Regions from separate parts of the Triticum aestivum genome. Here region 2 is linked to region 1. A link is a contact called in public Hi-C data. All regions are on one chromosome and are shown on one strand. The core of a region is the stretch at or near the end of the contact, and the rest is flanking DNA. Distances in the headings are between cores, read along the strand shown. Region 1 holds the start of LOC123167677. Region 2 holds the start of LOC123181108 (cold-responsive protein kinase 1).

Region 1 (6,283 bases), core at 3,697-6,196:
TGTGTTCCCACAGCGTCAATCTTTCACCTTGACCTTCTTGAAAGTGTTGTGATCCTATGACTCAAATCAAACCGAAGTCACAGGAAAACCACACATTTTGATCTTTTTGAAGTGAGGGGTCAACCATCATCATAATAAATATCCATGAAAACCATTGACCTAAGATAAATCTTAGCAGCCATCATTAGTTTCACTGACCACATTGTCATTACACCAAAATACCATTAAGTGATAAATGCACTTTCATGTATAGTAATTCGGAGCAATTCTCTTATAGTGTAATCGATATCGTTCGCCATCCCACAACAACCCCCAACTCCTCCACAACCAGGCCGCCCCCAATCACCCTCTCCATCAGTCCGATGCTGCATGGGCTTTACTCGGTGACACGCCCTCGCAGCGGCTAGAGTTACGGTCAGAACCTTGGAGTAGAGGAAAAGAAAGAACCACATGGTCGTTGGTACTTTTCTGGCAACTCCAAAATACTCTTTGGCCAACAACTCCACGATATGTATGGCACTTTCATATATTTTAGCCTTGTTTGGTTCTTCACTGACTTTTGATGTTTGGCAATTTGACACAATCAAATTAGACCCGTTTGTTGATTGGTAATTCGGTATAATACCTATCTTTTTATGGAACAAATCCTTGAAGGGATATTTTGTAATGTTGGATGCACATATATTAAAGTGTTGAACTTATGTAAAAAGTTATAGAATCTCATACCCAAAATGTTCAAAATGCCTATATTTTTTCCTTTTCTACTACTCCGTCCCATAATGTAAGTGTTGAACTCACCCGTAAAAAAAGTATTGAACTCAAAAAGACGTCTTATATTATGCGACGGAGGGAGTATATTGTAATATGTAAAAAGATACAAACTTTGGAAAACAAAAAGAATCATAAAAAATGGCATCGTGAAAGTTTAGAACCACTGATTATTTGGACTGTACAAATATGATAGTACTACTCTGTAACTTAAATATAAGATGTTCTTGTAGTTCAATACTTTTTTTTTGGCAGGTGAGTTCAATACTTTTTTAACCGTAAGTAAGTAAAATGTTGAATTACAAAAAGGTAACGTTAGATGTAGAAAAAAAATCCCGCAAGGAAAAAAGGGTAATGTAGAAATTTTGAACCCTATAAAAAAACAAAACCAATACGGACGAGACAACGAGCCGTTGGGGCCGTTTTAATTACTCCGGCTTTCAAGTTATCCATGAACCCCTTCCTTTCTCGAAGTCTCTGGTCAAGGCAACATAAACAGTTTCCAAATCCCAATCCGTCGTCTCGTCCTCCGCCGGCCTTGGGCGAGCCGCTCCGCCCCGCCGTAGGGCCTCACTGACCGGAGCTCCTACCAACCACTGCGGCAAGCCCATACCACCGTTGGCCACGTAGGCTCCTTGATTGAGGTAATCCCACGGCCACGGCCACGCGGCACACCCGACTTTCCTCGCTTTCCCTCTCCCCTCAACCAGCTAGGAAGAAGGTGGGGTGGGGTCAGATGCCGGTGAATCCTCCGGCATCGCCCCATCGGAAAGATCGGATCTTGGGGCCTTGAGAGCGGGGGAAATCGGTGCTTCTTGGGTTCTAGGGTTGTATCGGGCTAGGGCCCCTTTCCTTTTATTTCGCCTTCTTTCTTTCTTTCTTGGGGTTGCGGTGTAGTTTCAAGTTTGAGGGGCGACGGGAGTTTGTTTACGATGAGAAAATTCGACATAGTTTATTCAGGCTCTAATTCTTGTGCAGGTGGCTGATTGTTTCAGATCGTCTCGCTCACAAAATTGCGATCAGTTTCTTGATTTGTTTTGCTACTGAGACTGGGTAGTCAAATTCAGGGGATTGTGTATATTCTGTTGGCCTGTCTTTGAGGATGGCTGAAGCATGCCCTGATAGTCGGCGATGCCTACCTGCTTGGATGATGAAACCCTGCTCGAGTAATGAGGTGTCAAAGACTGAGCATCGGAATAAGCAGTCGGCGGAATCTGATAAGGGATCAGGGGCTCTAGATCAGGCTAAGCCCATCAGAAGGCAGAAAAAAATTGTGGATCCAGAGGATGCTGGTGGACTGAAGGCGTTGCAGCGATGCCAGGGTAAAGAAAAGGCCAGGAGAAAGAGCAAGGATGCTGATCGTGCTGTCACGGATGAATTTGGCGAAATCGAGAAAATAACTTGTAAGAATGAGAGGAAAGTTAGTGGAAGAGCTGCTCCGAAGAATAGCAGGAAGCGGATGCTGGAGGATGTGGGATCAGATGCATCGTCATCAGGAATAACTGATGATGAGATGGAGCTCAGTGCTGGCAATTCCAGAGCTTTGCAACGATGTCAGGGTAGAGAAAAGACCAGAAGAAAGCGCGACAGTGCTGATTATTCTGCCAAAGATGAACTTGAAGAAATTGAGAAAACAACTCGTAAGAATGTGACAAAAGTGACTTGCAGAGCTGCTCCAAAGAATAGCAAGAAACAAAAGCCGGATAATGTTGGATCAGAAACATTGTCATCAGGTACAACTGATGATGAGATAGAGCTTACTGTGGAAGATCTTGTGAGCATAGCTGAAGAGGTAAACCATAATTCTTATTGCATTTTTGTTGTTTTACTTGTCTTCAGGTTTGACACATCTTCTGGTGGTGTTATGCAATTCCCCTTAAATACGCTGGTTCCTGTTCATTACCTCACTGAACATCTGAGAATTATGCACTGCGTGCCAATTTATTAGCTTTATTGTTGATTGGCGCAGGCAGATCTAGTACAACTCATTACTTGTTTTATAGAAATAATTGGAAAAAAAATGACCTTTGCCAATAGGCAATGGCCCCATTATGCTTAGGAGTGACCCTAGTGAATACTTTTCATGGACCGATCTGGCTTGCACCTTGATAATATTTGTGCATGCAACTCTCAAGAGACAAACATGCACGGTGTAGGCAAACTCTTGTTTTTCAGTCCAGTCCTATCATTAGTTTGAAGACATGATTAAGCATGATGTTTCATTTCTAACTTCTCTGCCAAAGCTGAAGCTTAATAGGAGACTTATTCTGACTGCTAATGACATCTTCTCCATTGAATTGAGGTCCTAATTTCATTGTGCGGCAGAAAATAATTTACCAACTTTTCGCCCCTTTTTACATTTTCTGGCTGCTTAGCAAACCAGCAATCCTGTTCGAAGTTTTGCTTTGAGTAACTATAAGTATACCACTGAAGGTATTCTGATGCATTTACATGATGCAGATTGTAAATGCTGATAAAGAGAAGCTACAAGATATACGGGCCACAAAGACAGCCCGCTATGAAGAGCGTCCTCCACGGCCTCCAATCTCTACTCCTGCTGATACAGGAGGATCAACATCAAGCACTTGGTCAACAAAGGGGTTGATGCAGTGCACGGCAGCTACTACCACAGATGAAACTCCAAGCGAGTGCAGAGTAGACAAGAACAAGAGACATGAAGAACCAGAGCGTCCACCAAGTATCAAAATGACCGGTGATGTTGCTGAGGATATGATGAACATATTGCTCGGACCCCTGTGGAATAGTGAACCTGCAGCCTATGAATATAAACCCGAGGCTGTGGTACCGAGGACCGTGAACGTGAATCTTGCGCCGCAGCGGAAAAACGATTGGCAGAAGACTGTAGCACAAGCGCAGGGGGCACCTGTGGCGAAAAAGAAAAGCAGCCTGAAAGATATGGTGGCCTTTTTTCTTGAGTAGAGCAAAGTTGAAGTGCTGAACTGCATACACTAGCAGCCTGGGAGCATTGTTATGCCGATTAGCTGGTTCCACGCATGTGCATGGCCTGTAACTATTGTCCATTTGTCCCGCGGCGTTTTAGTCCACGTGTAAATTATATTATTTTGGTAGGATAATAAGTCGCTTTTCTTTTCCTTTTCGGGGGACAATAATGTTGGTCATTTGTACAGTAGTATGTTCTTGCCTTCAAGTTGAAGATGTTTTATACTGCCTGTGCTGTCATTGTCATCTTACCTTTTATGATCTTGACTGTGTTCAGGTTCAGGTAAGAACCACAGGTTTAGCTTTCATGGATGATTAAAACCATATTTATTTTGATTTATATTTTTGCTCTTTATAGTGGAAGTCCCTCAACTGCAGTGCTGGATAGATGCCTTCCCAGTTGTTTTGCCGGTTTTGGTCATTGTTGAGCTCAGAATCAGCTTATGTGAGTGTACATTTGAGCAAAAATGGGGGCATTTGTTTTCTCTAGAGTGAGCTTTCAGATAAATTTTGTGAGGCAAATGTCTTTGTTAAAATCCATTTAGCTATAACATCAGAGCTATATCCATGTCAATGTCCTTATGTCCTTGTGCTTCAAGTGTTTAGCTCCTTGGACTCTATTTATAATTTTGATTGTTGCATTCTTGAAATCAGTGTGATACTTGTGGATGTGTTGTCAAGATAATATTGCAAGTTAGTAGATCATCATGCTACTCTTATCACCACAGACCCGGAACAAAAGATAATGCTGCCCCTGAAAAGACAGCGTTGCAGCCATTGGTCATGTTTTGTCATAGCTTTCTGGTTCACCATCTTCCTCCTCTCGCAACCGACTGTCGTGCTGTTGTACCGCCGATGAAACCACCACACCTGAGTTTAAAAAGTAGAAGGGGCTCCCAGTTCACCTATACGGATAGGAAAATGTCGCCCGACTTATTAAGGACAGTATAATCGAGCCTAATCCCAGCCCTCTCACGCCCTCTCCATTTCTGGCCGTCCGATCTCACACCAGAGTAAGTTTTGATCGTTGGATTGTGCTGTTGTTATTCCACGTTTTACCGCTAAGTGGGCCGGCTGTCCTGAAGGGCAGCTACTCCGGTGGAAAAATCGCTACATTCTGGTTAATTGGGCCGGCCACCTGGTGAAGCCCACCTACCCCTTCGACCCGACGACCCATCTCTCACGGTGCCTCGTTAACCCTAACGGAACGGAAGAGGCACCCAGCCAGTCTACCTAGGGGATGGCAAAGGCGCATGTCGCGGCGGCGGCTCTATCCCCCGACGGCGGGTACACGTCGGACACGCACGACGAGGGCCGGCTGCAAGAAAAAGAAGGAGATGGTAGACGATTCGCCGCCACCGACCCAGGTCCCAAACCAGTGGGTCGTCACAACTCCCTGAGCGACCGCGTCAGCGAGTGGGTTAGTACCATTGACAGCGAAAGCCTCTTCATCGCCGAGGAGGAGGACGTCGCTGTCGACGACCAGAGCAAGGACCTCACGGACTACGTACGTAGCCCGCCCGCGTCCCATCGTGGCCGGGGAGGAGTCAGGTAGGAGCAAAAATGCTAAACGCACGGGCTGTTTACTGCCTTTTACGGGCTGCTTCTATTTAACTAAACCTGCCCCCCCCCCCCCCCCCCCCCCCCCCCCCCGGGCCCAATCTCTCCCCTTAATCCAATCAGGCCCTGCCAACTCAGACTCACTCCGTAAAAGCCCCGTATTGAGCCCGTCAACGTAGGTACTTCATAATTATATTAGTAGTGAATCTTCAATTGCAAGATGCAGAAGAACAGGAGTAGTGAATCATCAGACTTACATTTTGGTAGCATGTGCACTTCATAATTATATTAGTAGAAGCACTGCTTATATTAGTAATTTATTAGTACATACTCTCCAATTCACCATGCCTGAACATTTTGACCGGTGTACCCTGATAATTTATTAGCTTTGTGATCGATCAACATATCGTTTAGAACCCAAATGTACTGTTATCTGAAGCTTATTATTTTATCGGTGTAATTAGCATGCTGATGATTGTACTCTCCAGCTCTCCAGGCTTGAACATTCTCGTCAGTGTAACCTGATCATTTCCTAGCTTCTTCATAATTGGTTAGACCATCAGATACTACATCGCCGATTTTCCGGTAAACTACTACAGTATCATTTTCCAATTTCAGGTATGAATATTGTATTATTGCATGAAACCAATACTATAGGTACTGTATAATCGGCATCTAAATTTCTCAATGTGAAGCGAACTTACACCAAATATGATTAAATTTGACAATTTGTACCAAATATGATTAAATTTGACAATTTGTGCTTACCTCTTTGTTGGGGCTTGTAGGATTATTGTGATAACTAAATGTAGAATTCTCTTGTGGGCGAGAATATGTGTTGTAAAAAAATTCTGAAGTATTTGTAGTGCCTATTTTATTTTCTCAAATATATTATTTTTTCCTCAATATTTCTATTTTTGAGATTTTGTGGCGGGGGCCTTTGCGAGAGAACTTTTTGTAGGAGCCAAAAGTGGTCACGATCAATCACAACATG
Region 2 (5,904 bases), core at 3,020-5,519, 170 kb before region 1:
AAGGCCACGAGCCATGCCAACAATGATGTTAAATCGTTGCTTCCAGTTAAGTGTTCCACGTCTCTCACCTGTTATACCAGAATGTGTGAATGTGAGGTCATTATTTAAGAGGTGCAAGTCAGCACTGTCACAAGCTAATCAACTCGGTTTGCAAGATAAACTGAGTAATTGCCTTCCCAAAAACTTAAACAACGAATATCAGACACACCATATAGGATATTTTCCCACATGTCAAGTAAATGACGAAGCAAGGATCAAAGGAGCATACCGAAGAGGAACTTGTCAAGGCTATTGTTTGCCATATATTCATAAACAAGCAGGCATTCGGAACCCTTGCGAGAACAACCAAGAAGCCTTACAAGATTTCGGTGATGAACATTGCTAATCAACTTCACCTCACTTTCAAAATCTGCTTTGGCCCTGCTGGTTTGCATTACTGTCAATCTTTTTACTGCAACAGTTTTCCCATTTTTCAGCAAACCCTGTTAGAAAGACAATTTTGAATTATCATTTTGCAATAAACTAATAAAGTACTGCAAAAGGCAACTTGGTGATCAGTGACCAGAATATTCTTATTCTGTTTTTCCGTTGTGTAGCATTGCCTTTTGTCTGCAAATCTTCGTGAGTGGATTAAACATTTGAAGATCACTATACCTTAAATACATCTCCAAAACCACCTTCTCCAAGTTTATTTTTCTCACTGAAATTATTGGTTGCAACCTTAAGATCATGATAGTAAAAACTGGTTGGACCTTGTAGTTCCGTTGCTCCAAGTATATCACCTAAAAGAACATACCGGCATATGAGGAAACACAGACGCAAACAAAGATTAATCATTCTTTTCCAATTAACTTTCCAGAAACAAATTAGTGCGCAAAATACGGCAACTTTTAAAAAAATGTAGCTAATAACACTTGCAAATGTCAAACCAATGTAAATGTTCATGGCTAAACTCCAATACATTTAATAAAGTATGCCCTTGTAAAATTAGGCAATTCCTGGAGTTTCCATAACCTGGTTGTTCTGAATAATGCTTGGACAAACAGAACCTGTCCCTACCAATCAACACTTTATGTTTACTTGAATAGTGCAACACAAATAACAGAAAAAGGAGACAATATCAAGAGAAAAGGAGAACAGAACACATACAAAATTAAAGGTCTGCAACATAACTATAAATTATGGGATAGGTACAAAGGTGCGGCCTGGAACCCAGAGCACATGCTCCTGCCTCCTGGCTAGAAAATAGTTTCAGAATGTAAAAAATTCTGAAATATGTACGTTCTCTGGTCACTTTATACTTGTAAATTCTAAATATACGACCAAATTTGTCTTGGACAAAAGAGACAAATGGTTGTAGTCAAACTGTTCAAACAATAAGTTGAACACTATCCTTTTGTGAGGGTAGATTTCATTATATTTTTGCATGAATTTTGCAGGTGCTCATTTTATAACATGATGCACATCTGTAAACATTTTGAGGTCACTTGAAGATGCACAAGTAGGCAAAAACCCATATCTCAAGCACACAACCTTGCATGTACGGAATCCACTTTATATTTAATATCACCAAATCTGTCTTTGTTCCATGGTGCAAAAATGGTCGCTTTTATGAAAATTCACAGGCATATAAAGGAGCCTAACATTTGAATTTATATTTTTCCAAAATTCTTTTATGTTCTGAAATGCTTTTTCTAAAGTATACAACAAATTCTAAACACAGTTTTTAAATTTATCGTTCACTGCAGGAGGACGTGCCACCAAAAACATTTTTGTTCCTTTAGACATTATGATACAACAGAGAGGAAATCAAAGTGTGTGGGGCACAACTATGAAAACATGTCTACTTCTTCCTTTGGAAAAAATGCAACGTCAATCTTTATATCCAGGGAATTCCGTAGGATGTAAATTATCAACTGCGATTAATTACATACCTGCCTTAGTAATCAAAGGCAGTCTAGTTATATACCTGCCTTAATAATCAAAGGCAGTCTAACTATATTAGAAATGGAAGTGATTCGGATAGCACTGAAAATCTTGTGTATCATGCCGGCATCAATAGATGATTGATGACCATTGGTGATAGCTACACACTGCATGTCATCATCCTCACAGGACAATAGTGGCATGACATTGCAGATGTTCTCATGAAAGGCAACACAGAATTTACAAAATCACTTGACTACCCAAGAGACGGTTCCATGATAAATGACAGCAACTTTGACCATGTTACTAAGATTAGACTGAAAACTTGACAAGAACCAAAGAGCTTTAACTTCACAAAAACAGCATTTACCTCTCCGAGGCTTCTGCAGCTTCCTAGAACGACGGATCCACAACAAAGCTAGTAACCCTAGAAGCAACAGGAAGGCTACACCTCCCAAAATTCCTCCTATGATGGCTCCCTTCCCTCTTGATTTTCCTGAACCAAATCATGAATTGTGAGATCTGAACTGAAGACGAACTTTCAATTGGAACCTTTTTCTTCATTTATTTTTTTGTAAAATTATACAGCAATCAAATTATCATTAAAGTTCAAGCCAACCCGACGACTGGTGCAAATTAACATGCCTTTATATTACTAACAAAAATAGAGAACTTCAAGGTTCAATCTCACCCCAAACATTGGATTCCAAATGTACAAAAATATGACCCCGGAGGATCGAAAGCTGAAGTTTTAACTTATTTTCTCATGCATCACATAACTAATTCTCCATGAAGTCCTCAATCTGCTGCTTCTACACACCCCCTATACCAAAAGTTTTGCACATAATCTGGCCAATCAGTGCAGCAAATGTTTCTAATTTTTTTCCTAGATTCAAATCTCCCTGGAACAGAAGCATTATAATTGTTATCGATAACTGATCTGGTAATCATAACTATTTTTAAGAGTTATAATTCCATTTGTTACCCCCTAAGTTTCACGTTTGCAACAGCAAATACCTCATTTAGCAGATTTTTCACATTTTTACCACATTTAAGCAAACCTGTCAGAACGTTGAAAAAATAAATAAAAAGGAGTAAAATGTGGCACAAGTCTGCTTAAATGGGGTAAAAATGTGAAAAATCTGTTACATTGGGTAATTGCTGCCACAAACGTGAAGCTTAGGGGTAAACAGTGAAATTAACTATATCTCTAATTTGCAACGTAGGACTAATAACTGCGGAAAAGATTAGGACAATTTTAAACAAGGATATGCTGCAGCAATGAGACTTTGGGAACTCGTCGATAAAAATCTGTACCGGTCGTGCAAGCAACAAACATGGACAGCGAGCCAAAGATGGCCTCGTTACACCGCAAAACTATAAAAAACTTCTCGAAGCTAGTAGTATGTTAACAACTCACGCAAAACACGAGGATGAACTCACCAGAGCGCAAGTATGCCGCCAGGTCTACGGTGGCATTAGCTGGGAAGAACCGCTTATCAGAGTACTTCATGAAGCATCCGGCGTCCACGGCGCGGCCGTCGGAATTGGGCGAGCAGCCGCCAATGTTCCTAGAAGCCACCTGCAGGCACTGCGCGCAGCCCCCCGCCCCGACCGTCTCCACGCACTGCGCCATCGCGTACACGCCGGCCCCCGCGGCGGCCGCGGCAAGCCTCGGGGCGCGCGGCACCGCGGCCGCGAGGTCGCCGATCAGCGCTCGCACCGCGCCGTCGAAGCCGCCGCCTGCCACGGCGGAGCCATTGCAGAGCTGCGTGTTGCCGGGGAGCGTGGACTGGTCGAAGAAAGCCGCGCTCTCGTACCGTATGACGCAGCCGTCGAGGATGGCGCGCCCGCCGTTGGCGGCGCCGCAGGAGGCGCGGATGCGCGCCGCGGCGGCGTCGAAGCAAGCGACGCAGTCCCTCCCTGTGACGTACGGGCGGCACTGCGCCAGCGCGAACGCCGGCGCGGCGGCGCGCGGCTCCGAGGCCGTGGCGAAGCCCCCGGCGGAGAGGTTGGCGCGGAGCTTGGCGAAGGTGGAATTGAGGGCGACGAGGAAGGCGGCCGTGGGCGTGGCGTTGTACTGGCTGCACCCCAGGTTGAGCAGGATGGCCTGCGGGTCGGCGACGGCGGACGGGGCCAGCGCGGAGGCGAGTGCCAGCACTAGAGCCGGCAGCAGCGGGAGGCAAGCCATGCGGTGCATCGGCACCGCCGGCTGCCGGAGGGAAGGGGGAGGAGATATCGCCGTGGCCGCTGGGTTTTGGACGAGAGCGGCGCGGCAAGGGTGGTGTGATGGGGGATGGATTGATTTGTGTTGAATGGCCGGGTCGGGAAGTGTGGAACAGCTGATTGGTTCGAGGTGGTATAAATATTGGGATGAGCGATAGTCCTGTGTCACGTCCAGCTTCGTTTTAATAATTTATTTTCAAGAAGCAATCTCACTCTCTCTTGCATTGCATGTCGCCGGATTCCGAATGCCTTTGTTTAATCAGAACTGAAAACGGCTGAGGTGTTCGGTGGCGTGAATGTGTTGACGATCGGCTGCTATTCTTGTGATTGTTGGGCACTAGCTTGGTTCCTTGCTAAAAAAATTGACCGTCTATGCGAACATACTCCAAGATTATTGGGGAAGCAGAGGGTGCAACGATTGTAATGTGAGAGCAAGTATAATACTCCCTTTGTCCTAAAATATAAGAACGTTTTACTACACTAATGTCAAAAACATTCTTTCTCGCAAAAAAGAGAGTCAAAAACGTTCTTATATTATGGGACGGAGGGAGTAGATCCTACTCAGGAGGCTATAAGATGTTCCACATCAGCAAAATCCTAATTGGAGGAAAGAGAAGGCAAGAGAGAGAAGGGAGCGGGCTCTCCATGTATCCTTGGGCTACAACACAAGCTACGATGACATCGAGCCAGCATGCAGCCGGTGGCAAGACTAAAGACAGACGCTTATTTCTACAAGCCAATCAATATACGTTTCCTTTGCCCATCTTGGCATGCATGCATTGAATATTATAGCTTATCTGTAGCGAGCTTATTATATGAGTACTTTTATAGGAAGGCTACAACAAATGTGGCACTAGCATAGAGCCGGCAACGGGCTCTTCTATTAAGCATGCTCTGAAAAGAGTTGGAGTGATTTGGGAGCAACTAACCAGCGGGTGGCCCCACTCATGTTCCCAACCTTAGCTGACACCAACGGTCTCCTCCATGATGTCGTCTCGGTCCCCTCATCTCCTCCGCCTTGCGGCCTCGTCGACAGCAAAAGAAGTGGGGTCCACCCATTTTCTTTTTTTCTTTGGTTTTGTTTCCCTAACGACGGACGTGTTGGGGAACGTAGTAATTTTAAAAAAATTCCTACGCACACGCAAGATCATGGTGATGCATAGCAACGAGAGGGGAGAGTGTTGTCCACGTACCCTCGTAGACCGACAGCGGAAGCGTTATCACAACGCGGTTGATGTAGTCATACGTCTTCACGATCCGACCGATCAAGTACCGAACGCACGGCACCTCCGAGTTCTACACACGTTCAGCTCGATGACGTCCCTCGAACTCCGATCCAGCCGAGTGTTGAGGGAGAGTTTCGTCAGCACGACGGCGTGGTGACGATGATGATGTACCACCGACACAGGGCTTCGCCTAAGCTCCGCAACGGTATTATCGAGGTGTAATATGGTGGAGGGGGCACCGCACACGGCTAAGAGATCTCAAGGATCAATTGTTGTGTCTCTGGGGTGCCCCCTGCCCCGTATATAAAGGAGCAAGGGAGGAGGAGGCCGGCCCTAGGAGGGGGCGCACCAAGTGTGGAGTCCTACTAGGACTCCCTAGTCCTAGTAGGATTCCACCTCCCATATGGAATAGGAAAAGAGGAAGGGAAAAAGAGAAGGAAGGAAGGGGGCGCCCCCCTTCCCTAGTCCAATTCGGACCAGACCAAGGGGAGGGGTGCGGCCACCCTTGAGGCCCTTTTCCTTCTTT

Evidence for each region. A called contact is a pair of places that touch in the nucleus more often than the background predicts.
Region 2: a Hi-C map of leaf shows a contact between it and region 1, with 4 times the contacts expected there. The contact joins the promoter of LOC123181108 here to the promoter of LOC123167677 in region 1. A contact is called at or near these places in 2 of 5 Hi-C or Micro-C datasets (both in leaf).

The regions. Positions count from the first base shown.
Region 1 is chr1D:223,590,552-223,596,834 of IWGSC CS RefSeq v2.1, reverse strand. It overlaps LOC123167677, which reads left to right and starts at 4,946. Exons shown (of 2, transcript XM_044585535.1): 1 at 4,946-5,280; 2 at 5,778-6,160. The coding sequence starts at 4,970. The coding sequence ends at 5,814. LOC123181107 reads left to right here and starts at 1,208. Exons shown (of 3, transcript XM_044593332.1): 1 at 1,208-1,412; 2 at 1,747-2,560; 3 at 3,229-3,969. The coding sequence starts at 1,871. The coding sequence ends at 3,708.
Region 2 is chr1D:223,759,367-223,765,270 of IWGSC CS RefSeq v2.1, reverse strand. LOC123181108 (cold-responsive protein kinase 1) reads right to left here and starts at 4,269. Exons shown (of 8, transcript XM_044593333.1): 1 at 3,370-4,269; 2 at 2,297-2,422; 3 at 655-782; 4 at 269-482; 5 at 1-68. The coding sequence starts at 4,126.